Regions from separate parts of the Triticum aestivum genome. Here region 1 is linked to region 2. A link is a contact called in public HiCAR-type data. All regions are on one chromosome and are shown on one strand. The core of a region is the stretch at or near the end of the contact, and the rest is flanking DNA. Distances in the headings are between cores, read along the strand shown.

What was found. HiCAR-type assays count read pairs that join an accessible place to other places.
Region 1: a HiCAR-type map of leaf shows a contact between it and region 2, with 5 times the contacts expected there. The contact joins the promoter of LOC123073528 here to the promoter of LOC123073520 in region 2. A contact is called at or near these places in 1 of 5 Hi-C or Micro-C datasets (leaf) and 1 of 1 datasets of contacts at active chromatin or transcription factors (leaf).

Annotation. Positions count from the first base shown.
Region 1 is chr3D:829,575-832,274 of IWGSC CS RefSeq v2.1, forward strand. It overlaps LOC123073528, which reads left to right and starts at 1,320. Exons shown (of 3, transcript XM_044496623.1): 1 at 1,320-1,492; 2 at 1,576-1,743. The coding sequence starts at 1,466.
Region 2 is chr3D:692,038-694,750 of IWGSC CS RefSeq v2.1, forward strand. It overlaps LOC123073520 (transcription factor bHLH162), which reads left to right and starts at 1,423. Exons shown (of 5, transcript XM_044496617.1): 1 at 1,423-1,787. The coding sequence starts at 1,614.

The DNA.
Region 1 (2,700 bases), core at 70-2,569, 140 kb after region 2:
TGTTTTCCAGGAGTAAACACTGTAGCTCTAGTGTTCCTATTCTTGGGCTCAGGGAGTAAATACGGTGGTTCCTATTTGGCGGATTTTTTTTTGACAGGAAATCTTTCATGCTAGCTATATTAACTTCAAATAATGCCTACATCGTCGGTTAAAAAATAGAGACAATACTAAGGAATGAATCCAACCACAAAGACGATGGTCTAACTTCAACGGGGTAGAGTACAGAGCTAGTGACGTCTTACGAAATGACGATGGTGGCGTACCACGCAAAGAAAAAAACGATGCTCCGTAGGATCGACTTTTTACAACATCGGCATTTTTAGCCTTGCTCCAAGGAGGATCTCACCTATCACTGCGTTAGAGATATTCTTTCCTACATTAACAACATTTACAGCCGGACGCCTCAAACTCGTCTCATACATCCCCGTCCGGTCATTGATGGGTCACATTTTTTGACCTAGACGGACGCCTCAAACGGGCCTCAAAGACCCGGGCTGACCGGTGCCCCTCATATCCAGCCCAAATATGGAGCGGATATGAGGGCGCCCGGGCACGCCCGCCATGTCGAACTGACGAAGGGTCCCAGCCGGAAACGCCCTCAAACCCGCGGTTCGAAGCTCGCCACCTTCGTCGGACCGGTGGCGCCATGTGGCGCAGCTCCGGCTGGCTGCGTAGTGCCTTACCCGCCTATTTAAGTCGACCGGCGGCATCGAAACCCTACCATTCATCCACATTTTCCTCCTCCTGTCTGCCGCCGCCGCAACTTTCCAGTCCACCCGTCCGCCTAGTAGCCATGCCTTCACGCCGCCGGGTAAGGAGCAAGCCATTTCTGATGCCAGAGGGCCGGCTCGAACTCCTCGAGAAGATTCGGGCTAGGCGCGAAGCCCGGATCGCCGCGGGGCTACCTCCGGATGCAATGGATCCGGAGGAGGAGGTGGAGGACGAAGATGACGTGGAAGAGGACGAGGACGACGACTTTGAGGAGGAGGGGGATGAGCCGAAGGAGGAGGATGTGGGGACGCTGGCGATGGGGATCTGCAGACGGAGCAGCAGGCCATCCTCGATTTCGTCCGGTCGGAGTCGGTTGCGGAGGCAAGACGCCGTCGCCGGCAGGAGATGGAGGCGCCGCAGACCGCGGAGGAGGTGGAGATGCTCACCAATATGGATGAGGTCGAGCGGGAGGAGGATGAGCTGGAGCCATCCTCCCCGCCCGTCCATGCGAGCCTATACCTTTTAGTCCGGACCTTGTTCCACTACCGTAGCATGTGTACGTACTGAAATCCACTACTGTAGCCACACATATACCTCGTATATATGTACACACATTTTTTTAGCACAATATATACCTGGCATATTTCCCATACCCCCATAGGCCTAGCATATATCCTCAGATCCCCTCCCGGCCGACCAGCCCTTACCACGCACTCGTTCTTCCTCCTCCATCACATCCTACCTAGCTGCCGCTATGAAGCTAGCAGCTGCCTTCACCTCGGTATTTTCTTCGCCATTACGTTCAAATTTCCATCTAGAGTATTAAGACCGTGGTTGCTGATCGATCACTCCCTGCTAAGCTAGATGGAGAGGAAGGCCAAGCCGGCGAGTGGCGGAGAGAGGACCAGGGCAAGCCGCGGCACGGCGGTACTGGTGGAGAAGAAGAGGTCGGAGAGGGAGAGGAGGCAGCGCATGAAGGCGCTCTGCGAGAAGCTCGCGTCCCTCATCCCAAAAGAACACTTCCCCCACGCTGTAAGAACTAATTGAGAACACGATTCTCTCTTCACTTGCTATTTTTTTCTCATTGCATATAACTGAACTGTGTGATAGCAAGCTAGTTGTTTCTCTGCAATTCTCCATGTTTATATCGTGATCTCATCCTGTCCAGAAAAATATGAGTTTATATATTCCGAAAATATATGTGCCGGATGGCAATTAACTGTGTTTGTTGGACATTTTCATTTTAGGTACTACTCTCTCCGTTTCTAAATATAGGTCATTTTAGATATTTCAATACGGACTACATACAGATATATATAGACATATTTCAATACGGACTACATACAGATGTATATAGCCTACATACAGATTAATCTGTAAAAAAAAACTTATATTTAGAAATGGAGGGAGTACTTTCAAAGCTCATGTCATCTCTGAGGTAAGGTTGGAAAGCCAGTAGTGCAAAGTACAAAGACACTGTGGACTAAAGAAAATCACCAATTGGTTTTACGCAAAGTTTTAAATAGTGGGTTATGGAAAATAGAGGCACGATCGTTAGCGCGCTGCTATATCACGCTGATTGATCCTAAACAGTTTAGCATAATACCCATCTAAATGATATAATGCAGAGGTAGCCCACTATTTAAAACTATAGTTTTACACGAGATGGTATGGATAATAAATTTTTGTTGGAATAAGCCACCGCGTGTGTTGTCGGGCTCGTCGGGCGCGTCGGGTGCGCGCGGAACAGGCGGGACACACTGGTGCCGTCGGGCTCGTCAGGTTCGTCGGGCGTGTCGGTGGCGCGCGGGACGGGCGGGACGTGTGGGACGCAGCAGCGTGGCGCGTGTGTGTAGTGTGTGCGCACGCGCTTGTGGCAGTAGCATGAGTGTGTACTGGTGGTAGTAGTCAGTCTGTTAGGTGTGGCCGGTGGAGTGGAGCTGTCCGCGTCGTGCGTCAGTGCATGCGTCGGATGGATAAGCTAGCTAC
Region 2 (2,713 bases), core at 173-2,672:
ATCTAGACAGACACAGGAGAGAGACCTGGCTGCCACAATTCTGTGGTCGCCAGAAGCAATCCAAGGCAGCCGATCCATCAATCTTGGGCTTCATCTTCATGCATGCGTACGTCCGTCAGCCTTGCTCCCGTCACCGTGGTGACGCATGCATGTGATCGATGAGCTGAGCTCTCCTTGGTCGTTTCTTTTTCTTCCGTCAACAAATAATCAATCCAGAGGAGCAGACATGCTAGTCTTGCTTTGCTCGCACTCACTGAATTAATGCGGCCAACATGGAGATGGAGCTTAGTTGCATGTCCATTCAGCACGGCCCAGCCCATCATTACTCACCACTGGTAAACAACAACAGCACAGCGGCAACAGCTTAGATCAGTGTCTCACATTTTATTTTTATTATGTTTTCCTCTCCTTCCTCTCTTGCTCCGCCACTTGTGCCGTCCCCCTTGTCTCATTGTTGCCCAAGTCGGTGACACGCTGCGTCGAGGATGGGGAGGCGGTGATGCGGGCTCGGGATGGGGAGGCGTCGAGTGGCGATGATGCGGGAGGCGGGGTCGAGGAGGGGCGTAGAGGAACTGCGGTAGGCACCGGCATTGCAACGTCACCCGGGATGGCCAGATGGACGCCACCAACTAGAGCTGTTTGTTTTTGTTGCTCCAACCACCAAAAAACGTTCCGAGGACCTATATATGAAGGGGCCTTTGCTGCCAGACCTAGGAATTTGTCGGGCTGGGCTCTGATAAGCCCTATCCTGACGATCCGGGCCCAACCCTAGCCCGGCCACAAAAATGCACTATTATGTATTTTAAGACATTCCCTTAAAAATGTATTTTAAGACTTATTTTATATTTAAAAAGTATTGTTGCGGGGTATATATGTGCATAAATACATCATATAACTACATTTATTTTTAAAAACTATATTCGAGGACATTTCAAGCTTCCGGCCTGTCTATCGGGCTTTGGGTTCGAGCCATTAGGCCCATGCCAAGGCCAATTTGCTGTTGTTGCCCTTAGAACCACATTTTTTTGAATCTATGACAAGTGGGACCCAGCTACCACAAAGGAAACCTTGCCCAACCAAATATAATTCACCACAGATTTGGTGCGGTGGTACGTAAATTAAGTTTTGGTTGTGAATCAAAGTACCCGTCGATATTTCCTAAAAAAAAAAGATATTACCCGTGGATATTTCTTGGTGCTCCCTGTCTCGCAAGCATGTGTACTCACCAGTGCAAGTGTGCAACCACATATATTTCACAATATGTACATATATTTTAATACTCTAGAGTGTTCGTTTGCGGTGTCCACACATATATCTAGCTACTTAGGCATATTTTCCACATCCTGGCCTGCCCTTCCCTTATCCGCGGGCGCGCACACACAGCACCCATCTGTCCCGTCCGCCTCCCATTTAAGCCACACCACTCCAGTCCTCCTACTACCTATCATCCTTTGGAATTCTTCATCTCCTACCTCCATCTGGCTGCTCCATGAAAAACAAAACACTCACTACAGCTAGCTAGCAGCTGCCTTCTTGTATTCATAAACCCTCACTCCTCCTCCTCACCCATCTCCCCCTCCATCATTCTGGTTGCATTTCGACCATCGGTCGAGATGGAGATGCAGGCGAAGGCGGCTGGGGGTGGGAAGAGGAGCAGGACGAGCGGCGGCACGACGGCGGCGAGGGTAGTGGAGAGGAAAGAGGCAGAGAGGGAGAGGAGGCAGCACATGAAGGCGCTCTGCGCCAAGCTCACCTCCCTCATCCCAAAAGAATACTTCTCCAACCCTGTAAGACCACAAACAGTACTCCATATGCTGGACAATTGTTACCCTTTTAGCTGAATAATGGGACACTTTGTTAGCTTCTTCTCTGGCCCAGAAAAAGGAACAAGATGAACACGTTTAGTTATTCTGAAATCTTTCAGTCATGAGGGTTTGTTGTGTGTATATATGGACATTTATTTCACTCTAGCCAATTCAGTATCCAGTAGATCCTATAGTAATTACGTATAGTCCTTCTCATCACATGAAATATATCGTAATCAATTGAGTTCTATTTTGTAAACATTAATTCTTTTTCCCGTTGAGATGGACAACCAAAGCTAGCCGACTGGTACAATCATGCTATGGACCTCACGCCCAGGTGTACAAAATAGTAGTAATACTGAAACATAGAAATTTCTAATTCACCTCGATATATATTTCTGGCATACTCTGAATATACAGCCCAAAGTTCCCAGGAAATATCCAAGATAGTGTGATGTTTGAAATGCGTAATTTCTTTTGTTCCAAGCTTGCGAGAATCATTTTGTTCATCTCTCAAAAACTGAGCACGGAATTCGGATATCCACAAATATATAAGAGAATACATATAATGCTTTATTAATTCTGTGCCTCCATTGGACGTACGGGGTCTTATGCGGCTCTTCACACAAATATTTCTTACCTATTAATAATACTCGCCCCGTCCCATATTAATTGTCGGTGAAACAGCTGTATCTAGCATTGAAATACGCCGAGATACATCCATTTCAGCGACAACTAATATGGGACAGAGGGAAAGTAAACCTAAAGAAAAAGTATGAAGATAATCCACTGTTAGTTTTACAAGAGATGATTTGGTAATATTTTCAAACTCAGAAGATTATTATGTGTGGTCATGTGCATATTCAGGATGCATAGATCCAGGAAATATAGCTCTTCCATTATCACAA